Linked DNA regions of Sus scrofa: region 2 is linked to region 1. Evidence: chromatin contacts called from public promoter capture Hi-C data. All regions are on one chromosome and are shown on one strand. Each heading gives the region's core, a stretch centred on a gene start, on an enhancer-like site or on the middle of the called end of the contact. The rest is flanking DNA. Distances are from core to core; before and after follow the strand shown.

Region 1 (5,472 bases), core at 1,423-3,922:
TCCCCTAGATTCCGAAGCCCCCCTTCTCCTCTGCCACATTGTTCTGCTGTTACATCATCAGCTTGGGGGGAACAGGACAGGTGCTGGATAGATCATGGCCATCCCTTCTGCTGCGCCACACACATCCCAGGCACTTCCAGATAGTATCTGGATGCTCCCGTCCAGCTGTAGGACGGGAGTATTCTGTGGTAACTGGACTCCCTCTGTGACCTCCATCAGCATCGTCCCTCTCCCCTCTGCATTACAATCACTCTGACAGCCCTGTGTGGACAGACGAGGTTCTCAGCTATCAGGGAGCCAGGCCACCCTACCTACCTGTACCTCCTCCTCATCTCTGCCCTCAGAAAAACCGCAGGAACTCTTATCTCACTCTCCGTTCCCCAAATCTGTTCCTGGATTTGTCTTCCTTTCCTCGTGACTCATTTGACAAATGGACCCTGAGATTCTAGTCTCACTGCTAGTCTAAGAACCCTTGAGCAGGTTGGTGACGAGAACATGAGCATGTGCATGCACCTGTGCTCACTTGGTCATTGCACACCCAGGACACAGGGGACATCATTCATGGAGCAGGACTTTGTCCCACCCTGCCTTCCAAATTCGGGAATTGAGGAGCTCCCTGGTGGCCTAGTGGTTAAAGATTCAGCATTGTTGGAGTTCCTGTTGTGGCTTAGTGGGTTAAGAACCTGACTAATATCCATAAGGACGTGGGTTTGATCCCTGGTCTTGCTCAGTGGGTTAAGGACACAGCATTGCTGCAAGTTGCAGTGTGAGTCACAGATGCAGCTTGGATCCTGCATTGCTGTGGCTGTGGCATAGGCCAGCAGCCGCAGCTCCGATTAGACCCCTAGCCTGGGAACTTCCATATGCTGCAGGTGCAGCCCTAAAAAAAAAAAGGATGCAGTGTTGTCACTGTTGTGGTGTAGGTTAGATCCCTGGCCCAGGAACTTCTGCATGCCACAGGCATGGCCAGCAAAGAAAAGAAAAATTAGACAAATGACATCCAGAAGGAAAAGGAAGGAGCAGCCAAGGAAGTAACTTCCCACAGCAGGAAAGATGCATCTCGCTCCTCCTGGCCTTATGGAGCTGGGATTCTGGAAAGTCGTTCCTCCAGGATCATCTGTTCAGTAGGCCATCAGAGAGCTCCCAGTGCAATGGGGGTTGTAGGTACTGGAAACAGCCATGAATGATGGCTCAACCATTCATTGTGATTCAGAGCCTGTCCATTCCTTCTCTTTATGTGAGAAGCCAGCTGGAAGTAGGGCTCAAAGGAGAATAGACCTCTGAAAGATAGAAAGCCTGTTTCTTGGGGGCAGAGGAAGCCATTAAGAGCTGGAAGTTGGAGGTCTGGCTGGAGAAGCCAGGCTTCACAGAGCAGCATTTCCAGCCTTAGCAACAAAGCCAGTGTTAGCTGTGTGACTATGCTGAGAGTCACCCAAACCCTCTAGAATTTAGATCCCTCATTGATTAAAAAGAAAAAATTAGGAGTTCCCGTCGTGGCACAGTGGTTAACCAATCCAACTAGGAACCACGAGGTTGCAGGTTCGATCCCTGGCCTCGATCAGTGGGTTAAGGATCTGGCATTGCAGTGAGCTGTGGTGGCGGCTCAGATCTGGCGTTGCTGTGGTTGTGATGTAGGCCGACAGCTATAGCTCCGATTCGACCCCTAGCCTGGGAACCTCCGTATGCCGCAGATGTGGCCCTAGAAAGACAAAAAAAGACAAAAAAAAAAAAATTTAAAGTCTTTTTCAGTTTTAATTTCTGTGATTCTAAACTGGTGAGTGAACGAGTGAATATGTTTGGAAAGCCCAACTTGAAATGAAGGAAGAAATTTCACAGCCGAAGGTTCAGAGTCTTCCAAGAGGTAATTGTAGGGCCAGTGGGGTCTGAAATTGCTCAGAGAACTCTTTGGAGGCTGAGAACCTGCTGGGGCCAGGACAAGTACAGAGCAAGAAAGCAGCTCAGACTGGGGCAGAGGGAAGGCAGAGAGAGATCCAGAAAGCAGTGCTCCCTGAATTGTCTCAAGCTCAGTCTTTGTTTAGAATCTAGCTGCTATAGCCCAGAAATCTTGGGGAGAAAATCCAAGGTTTCGATCAGTTCAAATGACAGGAATGTGTGCACTCTTATATTCTCTACTGGGAAGGGAATGGGTTGCTTTGTTTCTCTAGTGTTTCTTGGTGAAGTTTCCTGGTTAAGAAATGTTAGCGTCCCCTCAGCTGTTAGGATGGAGAAGGGATCAGGGCGCCCCTAGTGGCAGAGCCTGGTGGTTAGCGGCAGCAGTACTTCCTCTAGAAGCCCGAGGCTGGAGACCTAGTGAGAGGCAACTGGAGAAAGGCAGTGGGGGGCCCTGCGAGTAATGGAGACACCCGTCCCCCAGTCTTGACTTGGAAGAAACAAGACAGGTGATCAGGGAAGTTTTACAGCAGAAAGCTGCCTTGGAGGCTAATCCCCAGAGGGAAAAGACTAGAAGCCCAGAGCACAGGAAGCTAGAAGCCAGTGAGCAGGGGGAGAGAGGAGGAAAGGGGAGGGAAGATATCCCTTTCCATGGATGTGCCTTGGCCCCTGACCAAGCAAAGAGGGGCAGATTTTCTGTCTTGTCCCAAGCCCCTGCATCTGCCACCTTGTTTATCTCGTGCCTATTTATAGTTGCAGGCTCCAAGCCCAGCATGAGACTCTGCGATTTATATGACTGTAAACCTCCAAAGGGCACCGAAAGCTGGCAGGCCATGGATAAAGACAGGAGCAGGCCTCCCAAGGTCAAAATGGCCACCCTCCCAGCCCTCCTGACCTTACACCCTACTAAAAGGCAAGAGGTCGTAAGACCAGGCTCTGGCGAAGACATGGGCCAAAAGCCATAACCACCTTGTTGCCTCTTCCTGCCCTGAGCTTGTCCAGTTTAGGACTGCCGGAAAGTTAGAGAGGACCTGTTTGGTACTGGTTTTGTTTTCCCTTTGAGAGGGGATGGGGAAACTCAGTGTTGGAAGGTGAATCTTTTTTTTTTTTTTTTTTTTTTTGCCTTTTCTAGGGCCGCTTCCCACAGCATATGGAGGTTCCCAGGCTAGGGGTCTAATCGGAGCTGTAGCCACCAGAGCCACAGCAACAAAGGATCCGAGCCACATCTGCGACCTACACCACAGCTCACGGCAACACCAGATCCTTAACCCACTGAGCAAGGCCAGGGATCGAACCCACAACCTCATGGTTCCTAACCAATATGCCACGACGGGAACTCCGGAAGGTGGATCTTACCAGGGGATAATTGAGTTTGGAGAGAGTGGATGAATCTAGTCTTTTGAGAAGGAGGGGGAAAGGAGCCCTGCAGCCTAACTCCCACCTGTCCATCCTCTTAACAGCAGAGGGGAAGAATAATCATCATGCCTGAAGCACTCCTGGCCCCTGGCTGCCTTCTAGAGGTGACTTTGGAGGCTTGGACCAGCCTGCCTCTCAGTTAGGACAAGAGCCTGGGCCCCCAAACACAATGGGATTCTGATAGAGCAGCTTATTGCCCAAATCCTTCCCTTTATTTTTTTTTTAAGATTTTTATTTGTTTCTGTTATGGTTGATTTACAGCGTTCTGTCAATTTTTGCTCTACTGCAAAGTGACCCAGTCATATATATATTCATATTCTTTTTCTCACATTATCCTCTATCATGTTCCATCACTAGTGACTAGATGTAGTGCCCTGTGCTGTACAGCAGGATCTCATTGCTTATCCACTCCAAATGCAACAGTTTGAATCAACTAACCCCAAACTCCCAGTCCTTCCCACTCCCTCCCCCTCCCTCACTGGCAACCACAAGTCTGTTCTCAAAGTCCATGAGTTTGTTTCTTTTCTGTAGATAGGCTTATTTGTGCCATGTGTTAGATTCCAGATATAAGTGTTATCATATGGTATTTGTCTTTCTCTTTCTGACTTACATAGCATGGGAGTCTCTAGTTCCATTCCCAAATCCTTCCCTTTCCAAGCAACCCCTTCTTAGCCTCTGGCTGACCTCCTACTTCATGTCCCTGTCCACTGCCTCTTACCCTCCAGCTCCTGCATGTGTTCTCACACCATGGCGTCTCCCCCAAACCACCCCACACTGTGCCGGCCATCCCTGCTCCCTCCACTGACTATCCCATCCTCCTCCTGTGCCCTCTCCTTCCAAGCTCTCTGCGCTAGTCCCCACCCCGTGATTTATCACATGAGCAGGAAGGCTGGACATAGCTCAGCTGTGTGTGTGTGTGTGTGTGTGTGTGTGTGTGTGTGTGTGTGTAAGGATGTACTGTGTAAGTGGACAGTCGCAAATCACAGGCCAAGTCACAGAAGAGGAAAAACCCAGAGTGACTTTCTTCTTGACTATTCTGTTATGGTCTCATCAACTTCTGGCCTGCTGGACTAAATCTAGGGCTTTTAGAGAGGAAGTATTTCTCTTTGAGGCCATTGGTCATTTCCGGCCCTCCTTTGGCTCCCCCCTCTCCCCACCATCTTGGGTTTCAGCCCCTTCAGGCCTAGACTGAAGCCTGCTGGGAAGCAGGCAGAGCCGGGGTTAGGGGTTGCCCAGCTGAGCTCAGTCCTCTGGTGGTGGGAGGAGCACTGAAGGACACTGAACCATCAGGCCTCCTGCCTGGGCCTGGCCTTGGTTTTGGCCTCAGAGAGGCATTGGGCTCTGGGTAGAGCAATACTCAAGGGAAAAGAAGGGGCGTGGGCCGATTCTCAAGCCCACTCTTTCCTCCCCCTTTCCCAGGGCAGCCCATTAGGGATGCAAAAGAGTGAACCAAGTCAAAGTCCTTTACTTCTCTGAGGAGGGGAGGCAGGGAATGGAGAAGATTCCAGATTCCAGAGAGTCCCTTTCCACTCACCGATCAGTCTACTTTTTCTCTCGTGCCTTCTGTGGGGTGAGGGTGATCTAGGAGACAGAGGTCAGGGGTAAGGATGGTGTCTCAGGACCTGAGGAGAAATCCAGGACCCACTGGGGATGGGGTTCCGTGGAGAGGAGCCAAGAGGAACTGCATGGGGCCGGGAGGAGGATAGGGCTGGTCCTCTTACCCTCTCCCAGAGGGAGGCAGCAGAGGACCATGGGAATTGCCCCATCCAGCCATCAGCAGTTCAGTTCCCTTTGTCCCCTGTCCACTGTGGACCCTATACCAACTCACCTGATTCAAAGTTTGTGCACTTCTTATTCCTGCCCCTTTTCTGGAGAGAGATTTGGGGAAGTCAGCCTGTTCTCTTTTTGGCCCCCGCAAGCCTCCCTTTTCATTCCTAAGCAGGGGCTATTCTCCTTCACGTCTAGAACTTAGAAAGCATACTTTTGTCCATTTGTCCATCCCCCAACCTCCCCACTTCCTACGTCTCCTTGGAGGCTATGATCCAGCCTGATCACCACCCTGAAGAGGCCCAGTCTATCTGAGGGCGCTGCTCTGTGCCTGCTGGGCCATGACCATGACCATGACAACTAGGCCTGTTGCAGTCTGAGCCCCAGTCTTCCCTAGGA
Region 2 (5,472 bases), core at 1,659-4,158, 270 kb after region 1:
AAGGAGAAGAGACATTAAGTTCAGGCCCTCCTTGAGGAGGGCTCCTCAGAAGTAGGGGTTGAGTTTCCTAGTCAGACCCAAGAATGAAGCTGGTCTTCTGCATCAGATCTGGGTCTCCTTAAATGTGGGGCTGTGTTCCCTTTGGCTCCCCCAGTGTCCAGCCCTAGGATCCTCAGTGGTATGTGGCAGATGTGGCTTGAGCAAATGCAGGAGTGATGAGTGCTGGGAAGAGCTAAGTGGCTTCACAGTGAAGACAGCCTTCCTCTCTCAGAGGGCTGGGAATTTCTGAACAACCACCAGGCTCTCCCTGTTTCTGTGATCTAGTTCCCAGGGGAAGGGAGGCTCCTGACCTGTGCTTGGATGCTCGCAAACTCCTCTGTCCTCTCAGAAGGAGATACAGGTCTGGTGGGAGGAGAGGGAGGAGAGAGGGCTGTCCTGAGCGGAGTCTCACGGGCTCCAGGGGAAGTAGAGGAGTCATTGCCTGCCTTGCTGAGCTGTGCTTGATCCAGGTACCTGCAGGAATGGTGTTGGGAGGTTAAGACACCAAAAGTCTTGCCCTCTCTCTGCTTCCAATCCTTCTCTACTCTGAAATCTTTTTTTAATGTGTCCAATTAAGACAATAAGTTATTTTTAATAACTTAAGAGTGCTCAAGAAAACATTGAGAAAAGACTAGGACTAGCCCACCTCTCGGGGATGAAGATGCTGAATCCTGCCGTGTCCACCAGCCTTCTCTCCTGCAGGCACAAGCTCAACCAGGCAGACTTCACCAGCTGAGCACCTGGGGGCAGCCTGGGCAGTCTAAGGAGGCGCAGGGCTCGCTCACAGTCCATGCCTTCATCCACCACAATGTGAGTGACCCCCGGGGCCTGGGCAGGGCATAGCTGGCCACCATGCTGGACAATCTGCTTCTCAAAGAGTTCTGCTCGGGCTCGCCCAATGCCAGTGGGCACAACATGTGCCCGCACGGAGCTCAGCCACTCTGTGGAGGGGACATCCAGATGCCTACTGTCATACTTTAGGACATGATCCAAATGAACTCTTCACAGTCCCTTTCCCCTAATCGTTTTCCTCCAACCAGACAGCCCGCCACAAGCATACATTAATTTCCTCATGGGCCATTACTCGGTGGAAGGGGCAAGGATTTTGATATGTCCTATTCTCTGATGTAACCTGACACAGTGTCTGGTGCATTGTAGGTACCCTATATCACTGCATTTGATCATTTACTCTTTCAACAAATATTAGGATTTCCTGTTGTGGCTCAGTGGTAACAAACCCACCTAGTATCCATGAGGATGCAGGTTCAATCCCTAGGCTTGCTCAGTGGGTTAAGGATCTGGCATTGCTCTGAGCTGTGGCATAGGCCAGCAGGTGTAGTTCCAATTTGACTCCTGGCCTGGGAACTTCCATACGCTGCATGTGTGGCTCGCAAAAAAAAAAAAAAAAAAAAAAAAATTAGTAGGCACCTGTTATGTATCATGCATGGCAAATCTCTTGCCATTATAAGCCTCACAGTCTAATAATTCCTCTCCCCCAACCCAGGCCACCAGGTAAGCTTTTGCTATCTAGTTGCCAATTTAGCCACAAAATAACTAAATTGTTTGGATCCCCTCCTCTGGCCAGCAGACAATCTCACAAAGAGCACAGGATTCTGCTGGGTCATTTCCTTAGGGACCAGGAAGAATTCTTCTGATTGATGGAGGTCTCAACAAGTTGCCTGTCAAAGACTGGGAACCAAGCCTAGTGTAAGGCAGGTACAAACCAACCCGCAGGCTCTGGGACGGCAGAGTCAGCTGTAATATCTGATTCTGGACATGAACTATGTAGAAGCTTGAGGCTCAAGTACATGAGGGTTCTGAGGGTGGGTCCACTCACCTCCTGCTTCTTCTCCATCTTCCCTCTTGGGAATCTTTGCAAGTGCTTTTGATGATGGACTGGTATGAATTTTCCTCCGCTTGGGAAATGCCTTCAAGATGCCCCTGGGGTCCATTGAGATATGACTGGATCCTGGTCTTTCTGTTGGAGGGTTGATCAGGGCAGCTGTCATGTGGAAACGCAGAAGTGAGGCTCCACAACCTCTCTGACTGTGAAGGTGGGGTGTGTACTGACTAGGCCTTGGGGGCAGTAGCCTAGTTCCCAAGAGTCTCCCAAAAACCTAAGTGAACTTGGGTGGTTTAGCCTAGCTCTACACTCACTAGCTTTTCAAAGTCAGAGCACTGGGGGAAATGAGGGGAAGAGTGGAACTCTTGGAAGAGCTTTTGAGGGGCGCCAAACAATATCATTTCTCAGGGGGTTGCTCTGAAGATTCAGTGTGCAGCGTCTGCTCTTGCTGCTTCCCACTTCCAAAGGGCTTTACCAAAACGGATGCCAGGCTAGGAATGGACCACATCTTTAGTAAGGTCTTGGACTCCCAAGAGGAGTGAGGACTGGGGAGAACCTGCATATAATCTTTATACCCATCACAGACCCACAGACGAAAAACCGGGGTTGGGGTGGCAGGCGGAGGTTAGAGAGGCTGGTGGGGGAACGCTCTGCACCTGCCCTGGTCTCCGACCAGACCTCTCGGCACGGGGGCGCACAGGCCCGCAGCTGCGGGGAGATGAACGACTGTAGCAGGTGTGGGGCGCCTTCTGGGACAGGGGCACTCTAGGCCTCACAGCTGGGGGTGGTGAAGACGCCAGCAGGTGTGGGGCACAGCTCCGTACGCAGCTGGCGCGCGCCAGGGACTCCCGACTGCGGGCCGGGGTGGGGTTCCATTTCCTGGATTCAGTCCAGGATGGGGTCAACTTGGGGCCTGATGGATCACAGGTGGTGGGCATGAGTAAACTACTCACCAGAGCAGCCAATGAGAGCGGATGAAGGGCGCGGGGGTTGGGGGACGGGAGGGGGAGGAAAAAGCAAACGCCCGGAACGTCTTCCGGGGTAGCCGGAAGTGGCCTTAGGCGGAACGTTGCCATGACAGCGGCTAGGCACGCGGCCGGGCGGAGGGAAGATGGCGGTGACCGGCTGGCTGGAGAGTCTCCGAGCGGCCGAGAAGACGGCGCTGTTGCAGGACGGTAACTCGAGGTCCCTCGCGAGCTCCCTTGTCCTTTCCCACAGGGTCTGTGCTTGTGCCTCCGGGAAGGCAGAGCTAGAAGGTCGTGGCCGCCAGCCAGGCCAGGTCCTGCCGAGGAAACTGAGGCCCAGAGAGATGACGTGACTGGGACGCGCGTCTCTGGACACCCCTGGTTTCCTCTACACCACCCTCCTCCGCTCTGAGTTCTGTTACTAGTAATAATAATTTCGTTCACGTTCGTTGTCATTTGCTCTTCACCGCCGTCCGGGGAGGCTGTTAAATTTTCACCCCATTACAGAAGAGGAAACTGAAATCGAAGATTTTAGACCAGCCCAAGTTCCCTCAGTTAGTCAGTGGTACAAGACGGCATCTTGACGTGGGATTCCATGAACCTCAATGTGGAGGTTCTATTGCTGAAAGCAGTCTAGTGTCAGAGAGGCAGTACACCTGGGCTCTAGTTAACGACTCTAGACTCCGTTAATTTAGTGGGCTCTCTTGTCGACCTCTTTACTTGTTTGAACCTACTTTCTTCATCTGTAAAATGAGGTGGTGGATTACCTCTGTTACTTCTGAGGTCCTTTACAGCTGTAATATCATGTTTATAAGTGAGCCTCTAAATTGGTCCCTGGATCTTTAAGGGAGACAAAGTAAGCCCCCACCCTCACTCCGGGGCTGGACTTGGAAGAGGTGGGCACAGGGGTATGGAGTCCTGACTTTCTTTCTCCCATCTTAGGACTGACCAGTGCTTTAGGGTTCCTTCCTGGACCCTCTTGACAGCCAGAATGAATTAGGTCTGAGTTCTTGTAGCTTTCAGGAAACCAGCAGGAACTGACATCCACAGGCAGAGACCAGTGAGGAAAGTGTGGCAACTGAAATCAGCTGGTCATTTGCTCATTGGTTCAGGCAGCATTTTAGGGATGCTTTTACTGTGTGTCAAGTGGTGTACTAGAGCAGATAGAAAAAAAAAGGCATGTTGTCCCAGGAGTTCACCGAGTGGTCAGGAAAAAGAAATGTAAATAAATGTGTGTGTGTGTTAAACAGAGATTGGACTCTTCGTAAAATTCTCTGAGCGCACAGAGGTGAAAGTGATTATCTCTTTGAAGGAAAGCCTGACAGAAGAGCTGATGTTTATGGGTCCTAACAGATGAATAGGTGTTTTCTCATAGAGAAAAAGGGATAGTTATCCCAAGAAGAAGGATGCATGTGTGAAGGCACGAGGTGTGAAAGTATATGGCTGATTACTAGGGGCCTAATAAATGTTTAGTGAGACTGAGGCATTCACCTGGTCTGTCATAATATCCCCTACACTGTGTCAGGTGTTAGGTGCTAGGACGCAAGCGTGAATAAAAGGTCTCTTTTTTCAAGGAGCATTGAGGGGAAATGGTGGAGAATGAAGAAAGATGGCAGGTGAATTGGGGTATGTGATGATCGATCTGCTATGCCAAACTAAAGATTCTGCACGTTATCTCATAGGACAGTGGTTTTGGTTTTTATTGTAAGAAGTACATAATATAAATTGGCCATCTTAACCATTTTTAAGCCTACAGTTCTGTGGCATTAAGTAGATTTACATTGTTGTGCCCCCATCACCACCATACAGCTCTAAACCTTTTCCATTTTCTTCAGCTGAAACTCTTTGCCCACTAAACACTAACTCCCTGGTCTCACTATCCTCAGCCTCTAGCAATCATCGTTCTACTTTCCATCTTTATGAATTTGATTGTAGCAAGAACCTCATAAGTGGAGTCATACAATATTTGTCCTTATGTGACTGGCTTATTTCATTCAGCGTAATGTCTTCAGGGTTCATCCATGGTGTCAGTTGTGTCAAAATTTCCTCCCTTTTTAAAGCTGAGTAATATTCTTCCATTGTATGTATATCCCACGTTTTGTTTATCCGTTGGTCTGTTGATGGACATTTGGGTTGCTTCCACTCTTTTAATTGTGAATAATTACTGCTGTGAACAAGGGTGTACAAAAATCTATCTGAGTCCCTGCTTGGTCAAAGGGCAGTATTTAAACAAATATTTCATCAGCTAGGATTTTGTTAAGTTATTTTTTGTTAGTAACATCACAAACCAACATTGTTAGTTTTTTTCCCCCCAAACCAAAAACCGCAAAAAAGAAAACAAAAAACCCCCTAAATATGTGGAAGTGTCTTGTCAAACCCCTCCTGTAGATTTACCCTCCTAATGTGTATGTGGGTGGCTACTGTCTTCCCATCAAGCATCACTTCTATTGGTAATGAGAACCCAATACACTTTTTCGTGAATAATCTATGTTCATTGTGGAAATATAAAAAAAAGTCACCCGTAATCCTACCACCCAGAGATAATCACAGTTGACATTTCTGCACAGAAACTTATATTTTTCCACGCATACACACTCAAACATATCTATTTTTTCTTTCACCAAA

What was found. Promoter capture Hi-C pulls out the DNA fragments that hold promoters and counts their contacts.
Region 2: a contact with region 1 is called in a promoter capture Hi-C map of fetal skeletal muscle, with 2.7 times the contacts expected there. The contact joins the promoter of DPCD here to the enhancer-like site in region 1. A contact is called at or near these places in 1 of 5 promoter capture datasets (fetal skeletal muscle), 5 of 47 Hi-C or Micro-C datasets (embryonic fibroblasts, fetal liver, liver and 2 more) and 1 of 2 datasets of contacts at active chromatin or transcription factors (skeletal muscle).

What each region holds. Positions count from the first base shown.
Region 1 is chr14:112,346,884-112,352,355 of Sscrofa11.1, forward strand. No RefSeq gene overlaps it. Among named protein-coding and RNA genes, the nearest start is that of BTRC, 49 kb to the right of the region's middle. Within about 2 kb of position 2,673, at least 8 of the 83 cell types and tissues checked have an H3K27ac peak or open chromatin away from gene starts, as enhancers often do. A contact at or near this core is called in fetal skeletal muscle and skeletal muscle, where this site is marked.
Region 2 is chr14:112,614,430-112,619,901 of Sscrofa11.1, forward strand. It overlaps DPCD (protein DPCD), which reads left to right and starts at 2,909. Exons shown (of 6, transcript XM_001926725.4): 1 at 2,909-3,057. The coding sequence starts at 2,994. It overlaps POLL (DNA polymerase lambda), which reads right to left and starts at 2,919. Exons shown (of 9, transcript XM_005671395.3): 1 at 2,836-2,919; 2 at 1,877-2,017; 3 at 686-980; 4 at 351-513. The coding sequence starts at 1,991.